Regions from separate parts of the Mus musculus genome. Here regions 1, 2 and 3 are each linked to region 4. The links are chromatin contacts, called in public HiCAR-type and promoter capture Hi-C maps. All regions are on one chromosome and are shown on one strand. The core of a region is the stretch at or near the end of the contact, and the rest is flanking DNA. Distances in the headings are between cores, read along the strand shown.

The links. Promoter capture Hi-C pulls out the DNA fragments that hold promoters and counts their contacts. HiCAR-type assays count read pairs that join an accessible place to other places.
Region 1: a contact with region 4 is called in a promoter capture Hi-C map of liver, with 4 times the contacts expected there. The contact joins the promoter of Nkx2-2os here to the promoter of Cst3 in region 4. A contact is called at or near these places in 1 of 39 promoter capture datasets (liver) and 1 of 115 datasets of contacts at active chromatin or transcription factors (embryonic stem cells).
Region 2: a contact with region 4 is called in a promoter capture Hi-C map of liver, with 4 times the contacts expected there. The contact joins the promoter of Cst7 here to the promoter of Cst3 in region 4. A contact is called at or near these places in 7 of 39 promoter capture datasets (the C10 cell line, the HPC-7 cell line, cranial neural crest and 3 more), 3 of 115 datasets of contacts at active chromatin or transcription factors (bone marrow-derived dendritic cells, large pre-B cells and pro-B cells) and 1 of 9 other capture datasets (liver).
Region 3: a contact with region 4 is called in a HiCAR-type map of astrocytes, with 5 times the contacts expected there. The contact joins the promoter of Apmap here to the promoter of Cst3 in region 4. A contact is called at or near these places in 9 of 39 promoter capture datasets (3T3-L1-derived adipocytes, the C10 cell line, cranial neural crest and 5 more), 1 of 484 Hi-C or Micro-C datasets (B cells), 5 of 115 datasets of contacts at active chromatin or transcription factors (astrocytes, bone marrow-derived dendritic cells, forebrain and 2 more) and 2 of 9 other capture datasets (adipose tissue and liver).

What each region holds. Positions count from the first base shown.
Region 1 is chr2:147,182,704-147,185,669 of GRCm38.p6, forward strand. Nkx2-2os (NK2 homeobox 2, opposite strand) reads left to right here and starts at 1,380. Exons shown (of 6, transcript NR_030769.3): 1 at 1,380-1,657. Nkx2-2 (NK2 homeobox 2) reads right to left here. Exons shown (of 2, transcript NM_010919.2): 2 at 449-1,854. The coding sequence ends at 1,292.
Region 2 is chr2:150,569,111-150,571,961 of GRCm38.p6, forward strand. It overlaps Cst7 (cystatin F (leukocystatin)), which reads left to right and starts at 1,305. Exons shown (of 4, transcript NM_009977.3): 1 at 1,305-1,475. The coding sequence starts at 1,409.
Region 3 is chr2:150,606,986-150,610,037 of GRCm38.p6, forward strand. It overlaps Apmap (adipocyte plasma membrane associated protein), which reads right to left and starts at 1,582. Exons shown (of 9, transcript NM_027977.3): 1 at 1,403-1,582. The coding sequence starts at 1,494.
Region 4 is chr2:148,873,867-148,876,953 of GRCm38.p6, forward strand. Cst3 (cystatin C) reads right to left here and starts at 1,646. Exons shown (of 3, transcript NM_009976.4): 1 at 1,287-1,646. The coding sequence starts at 1,511.

The DNA of each region.
Region 1 (2,966 bases), core at 130-2,629, 1.7 Mb before region 4:
ACTCAGAGATTTGGGCGAGTGAGGGGGGCTTGCTTTCCTTGTTTGGCGCTACCCAAAGTCACTTTCCCTCCCCCTGTTGGGGATTCAGAGAGTGCACAGAAGCCGGAGAGCGCCAGGCCAACAAGGACTTTGGACCACTGGCTAGCAGGCTGAAGGCCAAGCTGCTCTGGTCCTGCGCGGAATCGTTTGGGTCAGCCCGCCTGAGGCCTATCCCGTGCACTCCTCCACTGTCTGGATAACCCCGCGGCCACTGCGCTGCGAGAGGAAACGCCAGAACTAGCCCAGAATACAGCCCTAGGCTCCAGATTTGAGGTTGACGCCCCTTCCAACTCGGCCCGGGAGGGAAAGTAACAAACTCAAGAACTGGGCTTGGTTTTGTGTTTGTTTGTTTTTTTAAACACAGGATTTTTATTAAAATTCTTATTTAAAAAAATCGAAAGCTTTCAGCGCCCGGCGCTCTTGGGGAAACCACGTGAAACTGCTGAGTTCCAAGCTCCGATGCTCAGGAGACGAAAAAGGGGGCCCGGGGGTGAGTTCCCTACACATATTTTCCTTTTTCATAGTTGAAAAATGTTTGCACTGAACAAATTAAAAATAAAAATAAAAATAAAAATAAAAACCCGCTGCAACTCAAACATAACCCACCGAAAACAAACGACAAAGAGAGGCAGGCCCGGTGGGGATACAGGCCCATCCAGAACGTCATTTGGCAACGATCACTAGCGATATTTACAACGAAGAGCGAAATTTGCCACCAGTTGTCAGAACGTGTACATGGCCATAAATATTTAGCATTTTCTTATAAAAAAAGAAATCCTCTATATTTTAAAGTGTTCTCCACTTGCTTTTAGAAGGCTGACAATATCGCTACTCACACAAACATAGTTTACAAAATTCACGAAAGCAGTGCGGGGGTGGGGTGGGGTGGGGGCCGGTTGGTCCTTTCTCTTTTCAAGTGACAACGTTAACGTTGGGATGGTTTGGTCCCCTCAGGGAGAGAGAGGCAAAGAAGCAAAGCTGCACAAACATTCTGTAAACACGGCTTAGAGTTCTATCCTCTCCAAAAGTTCAAAGGGGAGAGCGATGGGGCAGAGTCAATGGAATCTGCCACTCGGGGAGGCACAGGCAACCTCCCTGTGCCTCCTCAACTGAGTCGAAAGTCAGACTCGACTCTATAATAATAATTATAATAATAATAATAACAACCGTGGTAAGGATCGAGTCCTCCTCGCCACCGGCGCCGCTGGGGTGGGGCCAGGGCCTAAGGCCTCCAGTCTTGGAGGGGCGGCGCTCACCAAGTCCACTGCTGGGCCTGGACCAGGGGGTGTGCTGTCGGGTACTGGGGGGTGCTGGCCGAGCTGTACTGGGCGTTGTACTGCATGTGCTGCAGCGACTGCGCGCTGTAGGCGGAAAAGGGGATGCCTGCCTGGAAGGTGGCGGCTGCCAGGTCCTGGGCTTTGAGCGCGTGGCACGGTTTGCCGTCCCTGACCAAGACCGGCACTGCCACACGGCGCGGCGAGGGCAGAGGCGTCACCTCCATACCTTTCTCCGCCCGGGCACGTTTCATCTTGTAGCGATGGTTCTGGAACCAGATCTTGACCTGTGTCGGCGTGAGACGGATGAGGCTGGCCAGGTGCTCGCGCTCGGGCGCCGACAGGTACCGCTGCTGCCGGAAGCGCCGCTCCAGCTCGTAGGTCTGCGCTTTGGAGAAGAGCACTCGGCGCTTCCGCTTCTTGCCTGCGTCCCCCCCGCCGCCCTGGGTCTCCTTGTCATTGTCCGGTGACTCGTCAGCCGAGGGCTCTGGGGATTTGGAGCTCGAGTCTTGGGGGGGAGCGCTGGCCGCCAGCCCGTGCACTGGGTGGGGGGGGGGGGGGGAAGAGAAGCGCATCAGGCGGCTGGAGGCCAAGTGCCACCTGGGTCACCCGGAGTCCCAGGGCTCTTCCGTGGGCCCTTGGCCCACTGGACCAGCCCAGACCCGCTGCCTTTGCAGCAATCCCCGCCCGAGTAAGCCGTCGGGGTCTGCTAGGGTTCAGAGGAGAGTCTGCGCAGCGGGGGCTCTGAGGCATAAGTTTCTAGGGGTTCCCACTATTCAGGAGAATTTAGTGCGAAGCGCAGAGTGTGGACGGTCATTGAGGGTTAAGGGCTCTGGACCCCTTAAACAGTTTCCTCTTTGGAGAGACGTGGGCAGATTTTTAAAAGGAAAACCTCACAATCCCAGCATTGATGGGCTTGGCGGGGTAAACCAGGTTTGGGGGGCTTTCGCTTTTGCTTTCGGACTTTCTGGATGGACACCCACACCCGCCGCTGCACGCACCACATAGTTTTTCTCTTTCTTTCTTTCTTTCTTTCTTTCTTTCTTTCTTTCTTTCTTTCTTTCTTTCTTTCTTTCTTTCTTTCTTTCTTTCTTTCTTCCTTCCTTCCTTCCTTTCTTTCTTCCTTCCTTTCTTTCTTTCTTTCTTTCTTTCTTTCCTTCTTTCTTTCTTTCTTTCTTTCTTTCTTTCTTTCTTTCTTTCTTTCTTTCTTTCTTCTTTCTTTCTTTCTTTCTTTCTTTTTTCTTTCTCTCTCTCTCTCTCTCTCTCTCTCTCTCTCTCTCTCTCTCTCTCTCTCTCTCTCTTTCTTTCTTTTTTTTTTACAATCATGCAGGGGCAGGGATGAGCTATTATACCCCAAGCCTCCTCCACCCTCTACTGCTAGCCGGACCCTGACCAGGGATCCCTGCTCCAGAGAGCAAAGCCAAGTCCTCTGGGCCATCTGAGTCCAGGGTACTCCGGCCAGAGCCATAAGTCCGGTTGACATCTCTAGCCAGCTTTTAGAAAGCGTCTCTCTTGTCTTTTGCTTTAATTTCTCCCGTAGAAAATATATGGCATCAGAGACTGGGAAGGGATGTCTACCGAGGAGGGAAAAGGGCATACTAAGCAAATGTTTCAAAATCTAGGGATCCGGGATGGGACTTGGACATTAAATGG
Region 2 (2,851 bases), core at 55-2,554, 1.7 Mb after region 4:
GCGGGGAATTCAAATCCCTGAATTATCTTTGTACTGCACCACACTGGCCTGAAGACCAAGCAGCCAGCCTAGCTCCATCTCCTGCTCCCACCTAGACTACTGATGCTCTGGTTACTGCTAGAAATACAACACGTGGATTATGTTCTGACTCCCAACCTCTCAGTGGATGTTTGAAACTGAAGCGGGCACTACTCTATCCCATTTATACTGAAGACATTGTGTCCCAGACCCTAGCAGCCAAAAATAAGGATCCCAAGATCAAACAGGAAAGGACCATGGGGGGTTGTCATAACAGCTACTACTTACTGAATACTACCTGCAGCACCCAGAAACCTATTGGGACCTCAGATTACATAGTTTGTCCATGTCCCGCAGACCCTATCTGCCCTGTTTGGAATTTAGTAGGATCCAGCACAATTCACCTGGCTCAGACCCCCTCCACCGCTGCCCCGAGCATCCAGGATCTGACTATATCTGTATGTCAGGCAGCCTGGGAGGCCCATGTGTCTCCTGGGGGCAAGTAAGACCCCAGGCATCCTTCCACACTACCTTCCTAGCCTAGTTCTGAGAGACGAATATACCTCTCCACACTGAAGCCGATTACAGCTTGCTTTCCTCCTACCCTGAGCCTTTATGCAAAAGAAACTCCAATGTTTCACAAGTCCCCAGAGGTAACTGAGGTGCATGGGCTGTTCCTAGTCTAATGACAGCAAAGCCTAGATTCAGATTCAGATAACTGGGTATAGGTACCCACTCCAAACCATGGGCTGAAAGTAGAGGCATGGCCAGAATCAGACCTCTGTCTACGTAATTTCATCTCCTTAGAAGGCTTTGAGCCCAGAGTGGGCCATGATCAGTATCTCAGCTCTCACGGTGCTGAGCTCCTGTTTGAGGCACAGAAGCCACGTGCCAATGCTCCTCCCAAGGACTTTGGAAAGTATGAATAGCTTTCCTGCAGATAACCCCTCAGACCCGGACAGCATAGTTTCTTGTCTCTTGAAGGGGGCTATTCTGAATACTAGAATGCAGGAGGGGAGAGAGTCTATAAATGTAGAAGGACAGTCAAGTGACTACTTTTGAAAATCCCCTGGTTTCTTCACATCAGCATCCCCCGTGTGTGGTGAATGGTAGGAAACTGCCTCCTCCCACCCTGGGAAGGAGAGAGGGTGCTGCGCTCGTGGGTCTCACTTCTCTCCCCCTGCCTCCCCCTGCAAATGATCACAGCTTGGAAACTTCTTTAAAGGAAGTGGTTGCTCTTGTGGCCCCAAGTCCTGAAGATGAAGCGCTTCTGGTTAAAATGATTCAGCAAGAAACCACGCCCCACTGAAGCTACCCCACCATGCCCTGGTCCTGGAGCTGTACTTGCCGAGCACTTGGCCCACTACATGCTCCCTGCATTTCCCCAGCCATGTGGCTGGCCATTCTGCTTGCCCTCTGCTGCCTAACTTCTGACACCCATGGGGCACGCCCCCCAGGTAAGAGAAGGGTCATCTGGCCCCATCCCAGAGTACTGTTCTGACCACCTTCTAGTAGTAGAAGTATGGGGACCCTGGCCTGTTAGTCTTGCATCTTTCTTAGGACACTCTTGGAACCCTGAGAAAGACCCTGGCAAGGGGCTGGGGATCCTGGCAGCAGCTACTTCTAAGCAGAATAGACATCAGGGATCAAGCATAACAGCAGCCACAGGGATAAAGAGAACAACTTCTGTTCTCTTCTGTTCAAGGGCCTCACTCAGTCTATATCTGACAGCTTTACTTTTCTAACTGACTTTACTGCAGAGACCCCAGTAAGATAAGTATTGTGCAAGTCAGCATGCTAGTGGCCAGTGAGGGGTGGCAGTCGCCTGTGTTGGAAAGCTGAGATGCAACCAGGCTAGCTAACTTGCTAACCATCAGCCATGAGTGCCTGTTTCCCTACAGAGAGCTGGAAGATGTCTGCCCCAGCAAGCAGATTCAGCACATAGATAAAGTTTGAGGGCCCTGCCTCTAACTGACAAAAAAGCTGATAACTGACCATCTCCCAGTAGATGAAGACAGCGCTTATGCATAAGGCTTTTGTCATTCTTCCTCCTTAAAGCAGGCTGGGTCTGGTCACTGGGAGGCAGTGAAAGGGAATACCCAAGAGACACCAAGGACATAGAATCCCCCTTCACAGCAATTAGGTGCAAAGAAGTAAGTGTAGAGACACAGTAGGGCATAGCCTCCAAATCCAAGACCCAAGTAGATGCTGTGAATGGGGCACTGTGGAGACAGGGCAGTAATGGGTAGGGGAGCTTCTGTTCTGAGGATGAGGATGGACCACAGCAGCTCGGGGGGGGGGGGTCATTGGCAAAGAGGTAGTTAACTGGTAAAAGAGGAGACAGCACTAAGCACGGGCCAGGCCACAGACCTTGCCTCTCCATGCCCTGCTCCCTGTGGCCTTAGTGCTCACTAGGAGGCCCTTCCTGGCCTACCTACGATTCCTCTGCCCCAGTTGTCCAGAGAGAAGCTTGGGCAGAAGCTGGTGTTCATGCTGCAAAGCCCTCTTGGCCTATGTGAGAGATCTGGGGAAGACATTGGTACTGGCTATCTCACCGATCCTAGGGTTTCGGTTTTTTATACTCGGTGTTTTGACGATGCTGTGTTTGCCTCCTCTGAGGCCTAATTCAACAGAGTGGCCACATCTACCACATTATAGTTAACACCACAGGACAGCTGTTGGGGGAGATATTGGAGGACTGTCAGTTCCCTGTCTCTACCACGTTAACTTCCCCCAAATTTGTGAGCTGAAAGGAATCTTCTCCATTCACCTGCCCTCAACAGCTTCTCTGAGCCACCCCCTTCAGGCCTCTCTGCCCAGACCCAAATAAACA
Region 3 (3,052 bases), core at 332-2,831, 1.7 Mb after region 4:
ATAACAAACATGTTGACAAACAGCAAATATGTTTACAAATGGCAAAGTCAAAACAGTGTAAGCACAAATGTAAGACATTGGAAAAGATCAGATGGAAAGAGACAGTTTGGTGTCTAATTTGTAGTCATTAAGGAAGAAATCCAACAGAGAACCTTAAAAAAAAAAGATAAATATGCCCCTTTGCCTGTGGGTCACAAGTATCACAGAAGCTGTTCTAAATATCAGGCCAATCTATCAAGAGTCCCCGGGTACCCAGGCTTCAAAACACTTTTCTTCTCCAAGTGCCCAGATAGGGCTCTCCACAGCTCCACCCTTTCCTAGTTCTCCTAGTTCCTGCAGTTAGGTTTGGCCACTCCTTGCTTATCCATTAAAAGACTCACCAACCATTAGCAATTAATTAGCAATACCCACAACAAGCAGGGTGAGCAATTTGTCATAATCTACCCACATTTAGCAAGGTGAGTCCTAGTTAATGAGATCTCAAGGCTACCTAGGATGGCTGGTCTCCCTAATCAAGATCCATACTAGTTAGTACCTTCCTGTTCTTTTACAAACTCCTCTTTCCAAAGCCAAAACATGTTTGTATGTTTATCTTATTACCATTAGTCAAACCGATCATCAGAAGCAAAAACTGTCTCTCATCTAGTATGCACCACATCCCTTCATCACATTGCTGGTGACCAAAGAAATATTTCTAATATTTCTATCATATAAGTTAATTCCACAACTTTGAGGCTGATCTAGATATTCAAAGTACAAAATTCTGGTCACCAAGTTGAAAAGTCAATTTTAAATGTCTTCTAGTACGGTTTAAGGAGCATGCTTCATATGTGGGCTAATAGTGCATTTTGAAAGTCAGAAAGACTGGGGCCCAAAAAAAATTTTTCTTTTTAAGGATTTACTGTCAGTAACTACTGTCCCTATTACAAAAACCTGCAAGGCCGAATTCTCAGAAACACTGCCAACAATGTCAGTCGGTTCTCTACTCCACGCTGAGGAGTACAGACTGCGCGGCGTCAATAGATGCAGGAGGAGGACCTTCGCAGAAAGGAAACCCAGCATCTTTTCTGACTTCTCTTTAAGGAAAGTGAATAACAAGGAACGCGAAAGAATCGGCTGACGGCAGTGGTCAGGTGGCTGTCCCAGGAGTATCAGAGGTTCCAACAAGGACAAGTCGGGAAGATGCGTGCAACTAAAGAAAGGCAAAAGGCGTTGGCTCCAGCGGCTGGGTGGCAAGAAGGGACAGAAAAGGTCCACAGCAGCGTGAGGGAGGACAACCAGGTCCACGCAAGGCCTCGCCCCGCAGATTGTCCTGTCAGCCCGAACCCGGCTCCTGGGTCCAAGCCGGGATAATGAGGAGGGTTCTCTCCCGTGGGATGATCCCAGCCCAGGTCCTGCCTACCTGCCCTCCTTGACCTCCGGGACCTGGCCATCGTCCGTGACGACCTGCGGCCGCAGGGGCCGACGCTGCCGCAGCCCGTCCGCTTCGCTCATTCTGCCGCCTCTCCACTGACACCTCCAACAGCGCCTTGACACTCAGCAACGCGGGTTTCAGAACTACTCCCTGGCGCGAGGAAATGACGTAAACTTAGCGCCGGAGCTGCAATGCAGGCCCCGCCCCCTTTTGGAGATTGGCACAGCAGTAAGGCTCCACCCCCTGGCCCCAGCCTACAGCTGCAGGCAAATGGTGAGGGGGTCCCTCCCTCAGTGAGCCGAGTCTGGATAGTGAGGCTGTAGCGGGTCTTCCTCAAGTCCGAGTGCTGGGCGGTGAAGTCTGCAGTAACAAGCTTGCAAAGAGAAGATGCCACTGATTCTTAACGAAATGTGTTCAATGCAGTAATCCCCGCCTGAACTGTTATCTTTTCTGAAAAGATTCCGCTAAAGTTCAAAATGTGTCCTTTTGGTTAAGATCAGATTTTGACTGCTAGATCGTCAAGTGGTTATACAATAGACATTTGATAAATTTTCTAAAGGGAGTTACCTAAAGACAGGCCCAAGTAGAAAAGACTGCTAATAGCAAAACTTTAGGAATCATGAAGCAACCACCAGGTAGTGCTTCCACGGTATTACAGCGAGTCGGACATACTCCAGGAGGTGAAGTGAGCAGACTGCAGGCAAATCCCTCCTTTCTGGAACTAATGAGAGCCATGACTTCAATACATGTAAATTTTAATACAGTGGTGATTTTAAAGAGAGAAACTTGGTCTAGTGGAAGCATTTAGCCGGTGAAGGAATGTGGGGGTAGGATTGGAAGAGAAAGGGCGGACAGGAGAATTTCAGGCAGCAATAACCAAGTAGGGCATTGGGAAGGATCTCTAGGATATAGGTGCTGGATTTTGTACCTCACTTGGGATTTTACAGAAGCAAACATGCCATTATCTTTTCGGCACTAGATGGCGATAGAATGCCACCTCAATGTTCTTTTTCCTCTCGCTTGAGGGAAGTGGAGATTTCTTAACACAGTTCTGTAGGGATCTCAGGTTATATATAATCCAAGGCTTGGCAACATGGTACTTGATTCCATCATTGAAGACAGACATTATAAAGATAATATCGTGGGTAATTGTAACAACTGCTGTGTGGGTCTGGCGCCTACCTGGAGACCTGAATGGCTTCCCCTTCTGATTGCATGTCTCTGACTTTGTCATGTTACTCCTTGTTTCCTTGTGATACGTTTTTTTTTCTACCTCCACCTAAACCACTTTTATCATCCAGAATCCATCTCAAGAGTCATTGCTGAAAATCTCTCATTAACTCTCCAGAGTATCCCCGTCTGTGGGAGGCTCTGTGAACATTCCTGAGCTGTCACAAGTAGCCAGTTACATCCAGTGCCTGTTACATGGATTATGCGTATCCTATGCCCAGTGTGAAACACATGGGCCAAAACAACCCGGAACACACACACGAAGAATAAAAAAGAGTTGAATACACTGAACTTCCTACATAAAAGGAATTCACCAGACGACCTGTGAGCTCCTCAGTTATGGAAGACTGTTCATGAAATTCAGGGCTAAAGTTAGAAATGGTCTTGGAACGGATCGGTTAGAGTTTG
Region 4 (3,087 bases), core at 396-2,895:
AGGATTTAACTCGTTTGTATTTTCAAGAGAAGGTAGAAATGAGCTCTACACACTGGCATACAACTCTTTGTCGTCTAAAACCTGGGCTTCCTTTGGGTCAACTTTGGGGCTTTAGCAGCTCCTGCAGCTAGCTCCTCTGTCAGAGTCTAAGTCTAAGGTAGTCTGTCCATCTACTCAGTGGGTGGAGGGTGATTAGAGCTATCTTGGGGGGTAATTAGCAAAACCCCTGAGGGATATCCCGAGGATATTCCAGGGCCACAAGAAGAGGGAAGCAAGGCTTCTTAGAACAACTAGACAGCACCTTCTGAGAAGACACAAGGGGACCTGCCTGGTGACCTGCACCAACATGACAGCCAAGAAACTCAGACACCAATCTACACAGTTATGTGTCCCTTAAGGATAGAGGCTCCTTCTGAGAAATGTGCCCTGGCCACACTGTGTACAAGCTAATACGGCTGCAGCATCAAGGGGTTGTTTAGCTTTGAGGTTCACCCATCACAAACCGAGTCATGGCTGAAGGGAGCCTGACTGTGTGGTACAGGACTGATCACCACAGCTGTCTGGACCATTCTACAGTGCTACCAAAACAGCAAGGCAGCACAGGCAGTGCTCAGAGAAAAAGACAGGCTGCCAGACTGGATAGAAATGGCCCTTGCTAGCAGAGTCCATAGTGGAGACCAGCAAACTGAGACTTTGAGTGAAGGACCTGAGTGTTCGTGGGTTCCCAATTTTCCAAATGGAATCTTGGGTATGTAGAGAATGCCCTTGTTTTCCGGAAGTGTTGACTCTGAAAGTATACACAAAAATAAGTGACTATAAACACACACCCACGTACACGTGCTCCTGAGTAGAGCAAGGAGATTGGAACATGGCCAAGTGTTTACTGGAAGGATGGGGTGAAATCTGCCGTCTGTCAGAATGAGTTTCAAGTAGCGCGATTAAGTGAAGCCAGATCATTAGCAGTTGACATTGACCCCAGGCGGCTAAGGGAGGTGAGCTCCGCCCAGGGAGCGTTTGACCTACATCCTTAGTACCTTCTCTGGGTGGCCTTTTGGAAACAGAGCTAGGAGGCCCACCCGCTGGGCTCTTCTGAGTTCCAGAATAAACAAAAGATGAATGTTAACACAATGAGTAGACCAGAGAAGAAAGGAAGAGAGAGGACCGCTCCCATAAGAAGCAAAGGTGTTGATTAACAACTGCAGATGCAAACCGCGCCCTAGCTAGGGGTGCCTGGGTGGGAGCGGCCTGGAGACGTCGGGAGAGCAGGGGACAGCAGGGACACGTACCTGCTTACGAGCTCTCACCACCTGTATGGCGCGGCTGTGGTACGCATCGTTGCTGCCCTTGTTGTACTCGCTCACAGCGAAGTCCAACGCTCGCCGCACGCCTTCCTCATTGGCATCTGCCTCCTCCGGGGCTCCCAACATTCGCGGGCCTTGTTTTGGGGTCGCCGCCCAGGCCACGGCCAGGACGGCCAGCAGGAACAGCAAGGAGCGCAGCGGGCTGGCCATGGTTGGCTAGGACAAAGGGATAAAGCTCCAACAAGACTCTGAGTTGGTGCAGAACAGACGCTGCTACTCCGTGCGACTTTTACCCAAATGCGAGCGTTAGGGACCCGCCCGCCTCTCCTGGCTCCTCCTTTTCCGGCGGCCACCCTCCCTTTTCCGTCTGCCCCCTAGCGGGCCCCGCCTCCTCTTCCGAACGGCCCCGCCCTCCCTCTGCTTCAGTCAGCTGCTAGTCTGTTCTTGCCTTGTAGGTCAGATACCTCTTAAAGAGCTGCCAGATTCCCATTCCCTGCTGAGCCTCCCCTCCCCCATCCCTGCCCCGCCTCTCCCTTCCTTCTTCACTCTTAGCTTTCTGTTCTTACCAGTTCCTCTTCTGTGCCCTTTTCCACAGCTTCCCCTTTTACTCCAAGTTCCCTGTTTCATGAAGTGTGGTTTCACCAGAGAAGTTGGTCATTGCTCTCTGGACCCTAAAATGCCAGTGACATCTGAACCCTGTTTCTCCAGAAAGGAAAAGGGCAACGAGTCTTTAATTTCCTGCATCTTCAAAGTTCAGCCTCGATCACTTGATGGAGAGCAGGGTCACTATGTGGGAATGCTCGGAGCAGGGCTATTATTTCATTTTCCTGAAGGCCCTGTCCTAAGATACTTGTCAAAGGAAAATAAATTGATCTTGGGGGAGTGGGGAAGTGTGCAGCATTCTGTGTAACTACTCATTATCCTTAAAGAAACCATCCTAGGCTTCTTCCTAGACCAGGCCACTCTAGGGCCTGGAGATACCACAGGAGGCCAAGCCCCGAATGGATATTGTAACAGGCTGCCCAGTATATCCATCTAAGATGAACCCATGTGTCTTTTATGCTTCCTAGTAGACAGGTTAAAAACTACGGTATGAGGCTGGGTATGATGGCGCATGTATTTAATTCCAGTACATGGAAGGCAGAAGTAGGTAGATCTGTGTTCAAGACCAGCTTGGTCTACATCTCTGGTTCCAGGCCAGCAAGGGCTACACAGTGAAATCTTAGAAGAAAAAGAAGAAGGAGGAGGAGGGGGAGGGGGAGAGGGAGAGGGAGGGGGAGAGGGAGAGGGAGGGAGAGAGGGAGAGGGAGAGGGAGAGGGAGAGGGAGAGGGAGAGGGGGAGGGGGAGGAGGTGGAGGAGGAGGTGGAGGAGGAGGAGGAGGAGGAGGAGGAGGAGGAGGAGGAGGAGGAGGAGGAGGAGAAGACAGGGCTACACAGTGAGACCCTCTTGTTAAAAAACAAACAGACAAATCAGTGATAACAAAACCCAAATATTGAAGTCTTTAATACGTTTTATTTAACCTATCAAATGTAATTTCAATATATAATAATAACTCTTAAGGAAACAGATTATATTCCTTAATGTGTATAGTAATCCTTTAGAGTCTGTGTATATTTGTAACATTTAGGACCAATGTTCACTCAGTCTGACCCCCCTTTCCACATCTGCTAACTGCTGATGCTGGTGGCTATAGTACTGCATAAGGTTTAAGCTTTAAAGTTTAAGGTTTGTGCTAGTGGTAGTATGGGAGGTGATCAATAATTAAGATCAGATGATTATAATGCT